Linked DNA regions of Mus musculus: regions 1, 2 and 4 are each linked to region 3. A link is a contact called in public promoter capture Hi-C data. All regions are on one chromosome and are shown on one strand. The core of a region is the stretch at or near the end of the contact, and the rest is flanking DNA. Distances in the headings are between cores, read along the strand shown.

The links. Promoter capture Hi-C pulls out the DNA fragments that hold promoters and counts their contacts. Capture Hi-C pulls out chosen DNA fragments and counts their contacts.
Region 1: a contact with region 3 is called in a promoter capture Hi-C map of adipose tissue. The contact joins the promoter of Rpl5 here to the promoter of Ephx4 in region 3. A contact is called at or near these places in 1 of 39 promoter capture datasets (pre-B cells), 1 of 484 Hi-C or Micro-C datasets (embryonic stem cells), 1 of 115 datasets of contacts at active chromatin or transcription factors (pro-B cells) and 1 of 9 other capture datasets (adipose tissue).
Region 2: a contact with region 3 is called in a promoter capture Hi-C map of hematopoietic stem and progenitor cells, with 2.9 times the contacts expected there. The contact joins the enhancer-like site here to the promoter of Ephx4 in region 3. A contact is called at or near these places in 6 of 39 promoter capture datasets (embryonic stem cells, hematopoietic stem and progenitor cells, liver and 3 more) and 1 of 115 datasets of contacts at active chromatin or transcription factors (effector CD8 T cells).
Region 4: a contact with region 3 is called in a promoter capture Hi-C map of adipose tissue. The contact joins the promoter of Hfm1 here to the promoter of Ephx4 in region 3. A contact is called at or near these places in 11 of 39 promoter capture datasets (the 3T3-L1 cell line, the HPC-7 cell line, cranial neural crest and 8 more), 1 of 484 Hi-C or Micro-C datasets (embryonic stem cells), 2 of 115 datasets of contacts at active chromatin or transcription factors (embryonic stem cells and fetal liver) and 1 of 9 other capture datasets (adipose tissue).

What each region holds. Positions count from the first base shown.
Region 1 is chr5:107,898,668-107,901,785 of GRCm38.p6, reverse strand. Rpl5 (ribosomal protein L5) reads right to left here and starts at 1,258. Exons shown (of 8, transcript NM_016980.2): 1 at 1,140-1,258. The coding sequence starts at 1,142.
Region 2 is chr5:107,697,349-107,700,526 of GRCm38.p6, reverse strand. It overlaps 4930428O21Rik (RIKEN cDNA 4930428O21 gene), which reads left to right. Exons shown (of 3, transcript NR_045871.1): 3 at 972-2,315. Among named protein-coding and RNA genes, the nearest start is that of 4930428O21Rik, 4.5 kb to the left of the region's middle. RefSeq lists an enhancer at 1-1,953. Within about 2 kb of position 1,441, at least 48 of the 459 cell types and tissues checked have an H3K27ac peak or open chromatin away from gene starts, as enhancers often do. A contact at or near this core is called in hematopoietic stem and progenitor cells, where this site is marked.
Region 3 is chr5:107,402,001-107,405,127 of GRCm38.p6, reverse strand. Ephx4 (epoxide hydrolase 4) reads right to left here and starts at 1,615. Exons shown (of 7, transcript NM_001001804.2): 1 at 1,353-1,615. The coding sequence starts at 1,577. All of the region lies in intron 3 of Gm17202 (a long non-coding RNA gene), which reads left to right.
Region 4 is chr5:106,924,334-106,927,368 of GRCm38.p6, reverse strand. It overlaps Hfm1 (HFM1, ATP-dependent DNA helicase homolog), which reads left to right and starts at 1,479. Exons shown (of 40, transcript NM_177873.3): 1 at 1,479-1,600; 2 at 2,437-2,538.

The sequences.
Region 1 (3,118 bases), core at 9-2,508, 500 kb before region 3:
GCCCAACATGACCTAGCATTTGGTAGTTTCTGAGCGCCGAATTAATAGGCAAGAACCACCTGGGTTTTGGTCTGTATTTTTTTATTTAACTATGTAACAAAATCATGCCCAAGTTTCAAAAGCAAATTATTACAAGTGTCAACTTCTATAGCATGTTTCTAAGCTGACCGGAAACAAGAATCGCTGTTGTGCAGTGCTCAACCTTTAATAAGGTTAGTTCCTCATGCTGTGGTGACCCTTCCCCAAACCATAAATCTCGTTGCTGCTTCGTTAATTTAATCTTGTAGTTATTCATCGTTAATACAAATATCTGACAGATGGGTTAAGAACCAGATGGAGAACTGCTGTTGCACTGGTTCTCTTCGCCAAACACACCTAACTAAGCCTCAGAAAACACGTAAAGATGGCTGGGCGGAATAGGGCACCGACCCAAGTCGCTCCATCCACAACTGCAGGCTCCTTACTACAACTTGCAGGTACAAAGACATTTTCGTACTGCCTTTAAACAATCTTTCAATTCCTGTACCACTGATCGATCCCTACGCCAAACCGCCGGGATGTATCACCTACACCGGAGCCAATCTGTGCCGACAACTGCACACCTCACCGAGAAAGTTCAACCACTCGGCGCTCACTTCCTCCCTGCCTAAACCGGGCTCAAATGGCAGAGTACGATCTACAATTACTCCTCGCAAATGAAGAGCTGCACCCCACCTCTCAAGTCCGATCTCAGCAAATCTCTGAAAACAGGGCCAGACTCTGGCCAGGAAGAGCCAGGGGCCGCCACATCCCTTCCGGGACGCAGCAGCGCCACGGCCTCCACTGACAGACACTCCCGGCTTCAGGGCTCTGTGCGAGGCCGAGGGATTCGGGCTTCCGTGGCACGGCCTCCTGACGACCCCGGAGACAACTGCGGCTGGCAGCCGGACTCGGAAGCCTCGTCCCGAGCACCCTCCGCCGCGGCCCCTCCCCCGGCTGGCACCCGGCAGCCATTAGGCCACGCTGGAACGGCGGGCGCAGAGCCGGGAATCGAATGCCATCTGCCCCCCGGGTCGCACGAGCCGACCCCGAGCGGGCATCCGCGAGAGGAGGGGGCACCCCGGTGCACGCACGGGCCTGAGACCCAGATGCCCACTCACCATCCTGCGGAATAGAGACCCGCAACCGCGGCTCCACGCAGACCTGCAGAGTCGGCCGCGCTAAGGGGGAAAAAGACCGGAGTCACGTACGCATGCGCAGTATGTAGCACCACCAGCACGCAAGCGACGTGAGAAAGAGTGGCTGTAGGCCTCAAGATGCGCGGGCTATCGCCCCCTGCCGGTAGGAGGATGAATGTCATCTTCCTCCTCTCAACGAGCATGGAGGATGGGCGATGAGAAAGGGAAATAGAGGCTTTTTGCGAGGACTTTTTTTTTTTTTTTTTTGGGGGGGGGGTGGTTTTTCGAGATAGGGTTTCTCTGTGTGACCCTGGCTGTCCTGGAACTCACTCTGTAGACCAGGCTGGTCTCGAACTCAGAAATCAGCCTGCCTCTGCCTCCCAAGTGCTGGGATTAAAGGCGTGTGCCACCACTACCGGGCAGGAGGACATTTTTAAAAACACGCTCGGCATGCACGCACACACACCACACTTATATAATTATTTTTCTAAGCAGGAGGGGGTAAAAATTAAGTTAAATACATGAATTTGCCTATGCTGAAATCTTGCCTTCTCCATGACTTGACTCACTTCTGGAATATATATTTCGGAATTCCCAGCACACAGGGCCGCCGGGAAGCTCAGCCTCAGAGCCTCAAGTTTGAGTTAGAAGAGACTCTTCTGCCTTTGCATAGCATCTTGACATCTGCTTCAAGCATACTTTTCATTCTCCAGCACTTCTCAGAGTGCTGACCTCCAGTCAATTCTTAGTTACCTGTTACATGGTGAAAACAAAACAAAACCCACTGCACTCTCCTGTTGCCTTTATGCTTCCATTGTCCCCAGAATTCCTGACATTATGAGCGCCGCCTCCTCCATCACTCTTAGTCCCCTTCCTCAAGAAGTTTCTTTTTAGGACTGGGTGTGCAGCTAAGAATTGCAGCCTCAGTACTTAGAAGGGAGAGGAAAAAGAATCAGAAAGTGCAAGGCTAGCCTAGGCTACCTAGTGAATTGGAAGCCAGCCTGGGCTGCCTGAAGGAAAAGAAATGCATACAAACAATTATTTAAACACGTGAAAGAACAGTTATAAGGCTGAGAGCTTTAGAAAGTCTAAAAAAAGTCTGAGAGCCGGGCAGTGGTGGTGCACGACCTGGGAGGCAGAGGCAGGCAGATTTGAGTTTGATGCCAGCCTGGTCTACAAAGTGAGTTCCAGGTCAGCCAGGGCTACACAGAGAAATCCTGTCTCGGAAAACCAAAGTCAATGAGAATGCAATTTGAAAATTGCTTCCCTAGCCGGGCGTGGTGGCGCACGCCTTTAATCCCAGCGCTCGGGAGGCAGAGGCAGGTGGATTTCTGAGTTTAAGGCTAGCCTGGTCTACAGAGTGAGTTCCAGGACAGCCAGGGCTACACAGAGAAACTCTGTCTCAAAAAACAAAACGAAACAAAAAAAAAAAAAAAAAAAAAGAAAAGAAAAGAAAGAAAGAAAAGAAAAAACAAAACAAAGTTGCTTCCCCAAATTCTGTGTACCCAATTATTTTTAGCAATAGCATTTTATGACACTGGTGCTCAGATTTTGGAGGGGCAGTGGGACTCCTTAAAAATATTTGTATTTTTATGGATAGCTCAGCAGGTAAAAGTGATTGCTATACAAACCTGATGTACTGACGTCAGACCCCCGGAACCCTTATGGAAAGCCAGGAATGGAGTATGTACCTGTAATCCCAGCATTCCTGTGGTGAGATTCCAGGTTGAAGCCGAATCCCCTAGAAGTGTGTGGGTCAGCAGCAGCAATCAATAGAAAATGTCCTACAGCTGGATCTCATGTAGGCATTTTTCTCAGTGGAGGCCACCTCCTCTCTAATGATTCAGATCTTGGAGTTTCCCAGCTCCCACAAGGCAGCTCACAACTTTCTGAAACCCCAAAATCTAACACTCACACAGACACACATCTAGGCAGAACACCAAATAAAATAACACATTAAA
Region 2 (3,178 bases), core at 192-2,691, 300 kb before region 3:
GCATCTAGATTACAGAAGCTCATCACTAGGCCTCACATATGCACCTAGATTCTGGGGACTGAGCTTGGGTCCCATGCCTGCAAGGCAAACATCTTATCTATGGAGTTACCTCACCAGCTCTATTTGCATTATTCTCTGATCATATAGCTCTCTCTGTTCTTAAGCATTCTCATACTCTGACTTGGGTATTTGCCCCTTTCCTACCTTCAAATCTTCTTAAAATAAAATAAAATAAAATAAAATAAAATAAAATAAGGAGACAAAGACATGACTCTGGAAATGAAGGCCTGGAAGATTCCCAGCACACAAACTCAGTCACAGCGTCATGACACAATATCTTTAGGGGATCCAACTTATCAGAAAAGTTGCAACCTATGGCCAGCAAGGAGTTTCTAGTTTTTTTGGTTTTTTTTTTGGTTTGGTTTTTTTGAGACAGGGTTTCTCTGTAGCCCTGGATGTCCTGGAACTCACTTTGTAGACCAGGCTGGCCTCAAACTCAGAAATCCGCCTGCCTCTGCCTCCCAAGTGCTGGGATTAAAGGCGTGCACCACCACGCCCGGCTAAGTTTCTAGTTTTTAACTTATTTATTTATTATCTATTTTGTGCCCCCTTCATGTACCTGTGTATGTGAGTGTGTGTGCATGTGTGCATATGCCACATTACAAAATGTGGAGGTCAGAGGACAATTTATAGAACTCAGTTCTTTCCTTCCACTATGTGGGTTCTGAGAGTCAAGCACAGGTTATCAGGCTCAGCAGTTCCTTTATCCACTGAACCATCTTTCTAAGGCCCAGTTGTTGTTGTTGTCTGTGTGTGTGTGTTAATAAATTGACTCAGAGTTTTGCTGTTTAGTCCAGGTTGACCTGGAAGTCACAGCAATCCTCCTGCCTTAGACTTCTGAATGCTAAGATTGCAGCATGAATCAACATCCTGCACAAAGAAATAACTTTTATTATTTATCTTTTTTTAAGTGCATGGTGATGCTCTCGGCTTGGGAGTGAATCACAGCAAGAAAGCCCTGCATCGTAGGTAGCTCTCCTCGGTACATTCCTGACTCTCTTTGGCCAAAGGATGGAAATCTCTGAAGATAATGACTCTTCTGTGACTTCTCTCTTCCTACTTACTTCTGTTGGGTTGAGTTCCCTTGTGGCCTGCTGATTGGCCCTGGCAATGTACCTGTTAGTGGTGGAGGGCAGTTTGGAGAGTTACTTCCACTAAGTTGATAAATGCCCTCCCCCACAACGGTTTTCTAGACTCCAGTCACAATCAACACCTTCTTTCCAAATTCCCCAACCACATTGTTCAGGAAGCAGAAGCATCTAGAAGCCACAGGGAACTGTTGGACTCAACCTGTAGAAAACTGGATGGAGGTTAGCTAGCCCTCCCTCCCGGGAGCTCCGACCTACTCCAGGGTGAAGAAAGCGAACTTGTATTGTGTAAATTGTACCCAGCACTGTCTCAGGAAGTACCGTAGCTTCCTGATTGTGAATGCAGATAATAAAGTGTAAGGCCGTAGCGGCTAAGGACGAAAGCCACCAACCCACCAAAATGTAGAAAATGACATTTCTAAGCCTCAGGTGCAGGAGAGTCACTATAATGGTTAGGAGGCCTCAGGCAAGGAATTGGTTTCCTGTCTTAAGCAAAGATCACTGGGAGCTTTGAGAATGGCAGGGAAGGGTTGGGAGACCTCTCCGCTGGTCTCACACAACCGTTGGGTTTCCAGGGAGTCAGGACTGCTACTTGCCACTTCCGCTCCCCTATTTTCTAAGAGAAATTATGAAACAGAACTTGATAAAGAAAAAGTAAATTTATTTACAGCTGGAAAAAACTGGGGAGAAAGAACCTAGTTTCTTTCCTCAGTGTCTATGGTTAGGATTTTTCAAAACCCCTAAGACACAGGCCAGAATATTGCAGATTTACCTCTGACAGTTAGGCTGGTCTTGATCTAGGGGCAGAGTGACTCAGCCCTGGGTTGCCCGTACTCCCGGCAGGCTGCCTGGTGCTGCTTCTGCCTCCTTCATACACACAAGCATACATGCACATGTATGTATTATATACACAAACACATATGAACATATATGTATTATACATATAAGCATACATGCACATGTATGTATTATACACACCAACATATATTAACATATATGTATTATACACACACGCACACATATGTATTATACACACAAACATACATGCGCATATTTGTATTACACATACATGGTTATTAGACATTTGAAATATGAAGAGTGTGAGGAGCTGGTTTTAAAATTTTAAAATGAAAATTTATCATTTTAAAATAAAAAAATTATTTTGAGAAAAGGTCTTGCTTGTGTATTCTTGGCTGGCCAGATTTTGTGTGACAAAACTTTTTCTGTGGAACAGAGATGTCTACTGACCCCAGCTAGGGAACCCATGACAGACCAAAGTAGGGATTCCACCATCATCCAACTTGGTGACTCAATGTGTTTTATTGGGATTATTACAGGGATATGGGTGAGAGGTGACTTACAGGATCAGAAATAACTCAAAGACAGCTGCATTTACCAAAGGAATCCTAGCATGACTGTCAACTCACAGAAGCCAGGAACCTGGAGCACACTGCACCACCTGCAGGCAGCTCAATAGGTTGGAGAGTGTCCTTTCTAGTTGCCTCAGTTGGTCTAAACCTCTTCTATGCAGCTTGTCTGGTTTTTGCTTCTTCTAAGCAGCTGTTCTGGTCTCAGAGTCTTCTTTGCAGCTTAGCCCTTCTGAGAGGGATTTTAGCTTTGGTCAGTTTCAGGGACTTCCTGAGGCTATTTGAGTTGTATACCTTCCTGCTTAGGATGCTTTTCTGCAGGATGGAATGTTTCAATCTTGGAGGAAACTGGTACACGATACCAGGTTCTCACTATGTAGTCTGTCTGGCTTTGTTAATATTTTTTAAAGTACATTTTATTTTGTGTGCATGTGTGTGTGCACACATTAGTAGAAGTCAGAGGACTATTTGTGAGAGTCGGTTCTCTCCTTCCATCATGTGGTAACTGGGGGTTGATCCCAGCTCATCATGCTTAATTGCAGTCATCTTCACCCATTGAACCATCTTTCTGGACTTCACAAAAAATTCCACTTTCAACATGTGGGTAGATTGAAAGTGAAAGGATGAGAGGATACTGGGTGGGGGACATGGCTCATCTGGTAA
Region 3 (3,127 bases), core at 366-2,865:
CTAAGGATGTAGCTCAGTGGCAGAGCACTCGCCTGGCATGACCAATGTGTCCCCCGGCGTCACTAAATAAACAAGTTAAGAGGAATGAAGTATACAGGTGACTAGAGTCACCACTATTTCTTCCTTCTGCTTTTGAGGGGAAAAGAGAGTAATTCTGAGGAATCCAGGAAGAGTCATAAGCTGTGTTTCATCCTTAAGTTGGACAGAATTAACAAATGTGACTTGGCTGTTATCTTTTAAAAATTATTTTAGTGGTGGTGAGTCTTGGAAGAATAAAATGCCAGGGCCACCAGATTGGATTTAATAAAGATTTTATCGCACTGGGTATATGCCAGGTTGATAATTATAATGATGAATTATAAATTATACTAAGTTATAGGTCCGTTGGCCTATGTTTTCTTCTCTTTTTCTTTGTGGTTCTCTTCCTCCTCCTCCTCCTCCTCCTCCTCTCCTTCTTCTCGAAACATGAACATACTTAATTCTCACATCAGTTTCAGGCTCCTTTTGCCTTTCTGAATCCCAGTTGCTGGGGAGTTTAGCTGCTGATTAAACGTCAGGCAGGACTCAGTAACACAAATATCTCCTTGTATGTTGCCTTTGAAAGGCTTGTGAGTCAGACTGTAGGTCGTATCACAGAGACTGTATCACTCCACCACCTGGCATCAGGAAATAGACCGTCTGTGGGCTGTGACAGAAGCTTGGACGAGGACGGACAATGAAAATCTGTTGGCACGGTTGACACTTTTATTTAAGCACAGAGAATGGAGCTTTATTAAGAAGTGGGTACCTACTTTGTATTCCATTCTCTCCTATTTTTGACTTTTTGCACCTACTTCCTTCCTCACAAACACAAACCATTTCTTATCCTTTAGTGCTGCCTAGGTCATCTGAGATTAGAAATGACTTTCCAAAGAACTGTCCACTCCCTCCATCTCAAAATCTGGACAGCAGGGCACCGCCAGGAGCATTATCCTGCAACTGATCTGAGCCCTAAAAGGCAAAAAAGGTAACAGGAGATAGCTTCTCCTTGCAGTAGGAGAGGGAGCAGAATTATTCTGAGTTGCTTCAGCAGGAGGAGGATCCAGTTAGAGAAATTTCACGTTCTGAAACACGCACCTCCCCCCCTCCACACACACACATAGGTTAAGGAGAGAGTGGAAAGCCATGATACTGACCCGCGGAACAGCCCCTGGCCAGGTCCCTCCTGCCTCCCCCTGGGGTCCTCCGGGTGCCCGCAGCCATCGGGACGCATCTAGGAACAATCGGCCCGGCGCCCTAGGCACCGCGGCTTCCAGGGCTCCCCACCCGCGTCCCTCTCCCTCCCCTGTCTCCAGGCCCGCGTCGGCCTTCACCTTGATGCGCACGTAGCAGTGAGTCCCTAAGGAGGGGTCGTTCAGGCACGCCGGAGGGTTGGCCCGGGCCGCCCGGCGGAAGGTCTGCGCCGGCGCCCTACCGATGCTCCACAAAAGTTTGAGCAGGTGGACGGAGGCGCACAGCCCGCAGTAGCCGTACACCAGGGACCAGTAGAGCAGGGCGCGCAGCGCGGGCAGCAGGCGGGGCGGGCGCGGCGGGGCCATGGGCGCCTGCGGGAGCCGAGCTGCGGCGTCCCTCCCGCGCCCGCCCGCTCGCCCCGCACACGCCGCGCGCCCGGGCCTCGGGGACCGCGCAGGGCGAGGCCCGGGCTGTCCTCCCGTGCCACGTCGCTAGAGCCGAGCGACATGAAGGCGACGCCGAACGCCATCCCCAGGTCCTGTCGAAGCTCCGGGCTCTGAACAGGTCCCAGCGCCCCGGTCCCAGAAGCCGCAGACCTTTTCCCGGATGTGAGAATCGCGGAGGGCGGGAGGGACTTTTGTACTGAACTGTGGTAATTATTTCTTCAGGTGGGCATCCCTAACACAATCTCTTACAGATATTAACTGTTTCTTAACTGAGTTCAAAGTTACCAAACACCCCAGCCAGAAAAAGCAAAAAGGCACTTTACACCAAGGCACAAGCAATCAATTAGCTTGTCCCTACCCTTAGCAAGGACTCCTCCCTCCTCCCTCTCTTCTTAATGTTCCCCTCCCCCTCCCTCCTCCCGCCCCCATTGGTGTAACTCTACAATAGTTTATCAGCCCTACCCCCACCCCGCCCCGTTAAGAAACATTCATTCTTCTTAGTCTTCCTTTACGTTCCTGTTTCCCTTCTCTTCCCTGACCTCCCTTGTGTGTGTGTGTGTGTGTGTGTGTGTCCGTCCGTCCGTCCGTCCGTCCTTCTAGAGATGCAGTTACAGGTGACTGTGCACCCCTCACCTCCGGAACTGAACTCAGGTCCTCTGAAAAAGCAGCCAGTACTCTTAACTGGTGAGCCATCTCTACTCATTCCTTCCATCTGAATAGCTTAGGGCTGTTATAAGTGTATCTACATAAAATGTTTCTGTGTGAACGTTTTTTTTTTCCTATTTCACCTAGAAATGAGACAGTGGGATAAGGTGGGTAAGTGTACCTTTGGCTTTCTGCGACAGAATCAAACTGGCTTCCAGAATGACTGCTCGGTGCTAGAGGTGTTGCTTAGAGCCTGGGTCCCATTCTTTAAAGCACTGTGTACTGAACTCTTAATTTCATTTGTTCCAGAGGTGCAGAGTGAACCCTTGATTCTCAATAAGAGGCACTATCTTCCGGAAGGAAGGAGCTGCCTGAGGGCAGAGCATGGGGGAGGGCAGCTGGGGAAGTGAATGTTTTAGAACAAAGTTTAATGACACATATGTCTGAATATGCCACAAAGGCTACCGCGTTATTACTGTTAATTACTGTTAAATAATGAATAAAAAGAATAAAGCCTACATTTATTTCCTAATGGCGAATAGTACCAGGCATCTTCTGTGTGATCACATGTCACTCAGCTATACTTTTCTCGACAAAGTGTCTATACAAATCTTCTGCTTGGTGTTGATCCCTGCCCCACCCCCATGGAAGCAGGGGTGGTGGGCCTGCATTCACTAGCTCTGGGCTATATCCACAAATGCTTTTGTTCTTTGGGTTGTTTTTTTTGTGGGGGGGGGTTGCTTTTACAGGCTTTATTTATATATTTGTGTATACTTATACATACATATGTATGTGTATAGCAATACTACTCAGCTATTAAAAAT
Region 4 (3,035 bases), core at 230-2,729, 480 kb after region 3:
TGGAAGAGCAGTTAGTGCTCCTAACTACGGAGCCATCTCTCCAGGTCCTAATTTTTAAATCTTAAGAAAATTAACTATTATAGAACTCACAGTATAATAAACAAGTTCAAATTAGTTCCTTGGCTTAAGATTTTACTCTATTTCAGAACCTAGAAATTAGGATGTAAAATTTGCCAGAAGGGAGCTGTTTATAAGTGAGACCTAAACATTAGTTTTGTGGTTTGAAGGGGTTATTCAGCTCTGCCTCTGCTCTGAGTACAGAGGTGAGCACGTGTAGGAGCGAGACTTCCCAGCAGCAGAGCTTAGTTCTCTCAGAGGCCAAGAAGCCAGGACCTGTGGTGTGCCCAGCAAGCTCTGTGGAAGGGAAAATTCAGAGCCTATCGTGGCTTGGGTGCTCACTTGTGGGAAATAAAACATTAACAAGCCTCAGAATTGCTCAGAGGCTGCTGTGTTTTATGCGATCTGCGCAGATGACTTGTATGGTGGGCAAAGCTGCCACTTGCGCGTTAAGTCAATAGAAAAAAAAAAGCACTTTGTATGTGTTTTTTTAAATATATACACGCTAATTAACAATAGATGCTTCAAATACAGCAGAGATCTGCTTGAAGTTTTTAAACATACACTTTTTCTAATCGTACTGTTAAACAACGAAACACAATGTCAATGTCTGCTTAAGGGAAATAGAGTGTAGAAAGAAGAGCTGGGGGCCAGGCATAGGCACGCTCTGGAAATAAATAATTGATATTTGGTATCAAATATTTACATCAGATGTATTTCCTGACCTCTCTGGATAGAATGTTTAAACTCAGTCTTGTAGCTCAACAGTGACCTAATGGGTGCCATTTTAAATTAGACACTTAGGTAGGAAGAAAATGGAGGTTCCAGGGCTGCGGCCTAGCTAATGCCTGGCAGTAGAGGACCCCCAAGGTAAGATATTTATTTAATGATTAGCGGTGCGCCCATCAAAACCAACCACACATCTCTGAAGGAAACAGTTGGGCTGGGAAGGGGACTGGGGGTTGCCGATCCATTCTTAGGCGTTTGACTAAGCCGGGCTTGGGGGGCGTTCGAAGGGTCGGTAAATCGGCGCTCGACTCAGCCCCCCTCCCCCCGGCAGGTGGCTGTGGCCTGGGCGGGACGCGCGCGCCTCGCGTGGGCGCGTGGGGGGCTCGGTGAGCGAGCAGTGGCGGGGCCGGGGAGAGGAGGGAGGTAGGGTGGGTGGGTAGGGAAGCGCGTGCGGGGAGGGAGGAGGTGGGGAAGGAGGCGCGTGACGGGGAGGGAAGTGCGAGGGATGGGGAGGGGATGCGTGGGGTATGGACCACCGGGCCGGGCAGCCGGGCGCCCTCAGCGGGCGAGCGAGCGAGCGAGCGGGCGTCTCCCACACATTCCCGTCAGGGAGCGCGGCCTGAGGCCTGAGGCGCACCGTGCGGTGCGGGGGTCGGAGGTGCGGCGGGGAAGGCGCGCATGCGCGTCGCCTCAGCCTCCCGCCCGGAGCGCGCCGGGCCGGTCTGTTCTCTAGTCCGCTGTCCTCCCCTCGCGCTCAGTTGTGGTGCGTGGTCGCTGGGCCTGGGTCTCTGCACCGGCGGATGATTTCTGACGGGTTGGTTGTTATGCGTGGACGTCTGCGCTTCTGACATAAGTACTAGTTTGTTTGAGACAGGTCCCCACTCTGTAGCCTAGGCTATCCCTGCCTAGCTTCATCTTCCACCTCCCAACTGTTGGGGTTGCTGTTGGGAGCCACTCGCCTTTAAGTATGTTTTCAGTTGCAAAAATTATAAGGAAACCGCTGTCCAGTACTTTTATACAACAAGTAAAAGATCATAGAGAATAAGATACTAAGGTTGTCAGAAATACAGAAAGGTGTGTGTTACTTCTACAAGCCACAAGCCATACAAAACAGGTCGCAGTGTGGACTCTAAAAATACTTGGGGCGATATCACTTACAGAATTTTGCACTATATTTCTGTATTACACGGTGAGACCTGTTTTGTGTGTGTGTGTGTGTGTGTGTGTGTGTGTGTGTGTGTGTGTGTGTATGTAGCCCAAGCTGACCTTGGCTGAGACTGGCCTTAAATTGATCCTCCTGCCTCCACCTTTCCAGGGCTGAACTATAAGCTTGTACCACTATGCGAGGCTCTGAAATAAGAACTTTGAGACAAATTTAGAATATCTAAACTTAAAACTTTAATTAAAAAGTTATCACCTTACATCAAAATGTAACGTTTATTTTAGGGATGGTTTTTTAAAAGTATTTATTTACATCATGAAAATTCCAAATTCACCATCTTTTAGAGTCCAGCTAGAAAAATAAAAAATTCAAACTTAACTGAGGGAAATCAGTTGACTAAAATTGCTTTATTTAGAATTATTTTATAAATTGATTGCTAGTGCACTCATTCCAAAATGAATTTTTATGGGTTATCTTCTCTATGCCAGGAACTGTTCCAGGTTATTGAAGCACATTAAGAAGAAGAAACAAACATCCCTTTTTTGCTTTCTAGGGAGAAAGATAAACTAAACACACAGTAACAATTACAGGTGAGTGTTTTTTAAAAAGCTAAGAATACAAGATGGAGAGATGCACAATTTTGGATAAAGAGTTTTCCCCCCATTGGAGTACATCAGAATTAAAATATATATGTGATGTTTTTATTCTGAACTAAAGTTATACCGACTATTATACTAAAACCAGAAAAATGTTCTTGCTACTGTGTGCATGGGAGGTCTTTTTGTACAGGGTAACATTTAAAATTAGTTTTAATTTGTTTCACTTTCTTTTAGAATGAAAAATTAGATCAGACATGTTAGTATTAAAATCATTTACATTCTGAGGTAGCAGAGCTCTAGAAACATGGTTTGATGCCTTTTACTTTATTAACCTTTTGTTGATTAAAATATAGTTCTGAATCTAGACAGGAAACATTTTACAACTTCTTGGACAACACGTACAATGTTGATTACTGTTTCCTTGTTTTAAAAAATTATTTATTTATTTATTTTATGTATATGAGTACACTGTAGCTGTCTTCAGACAC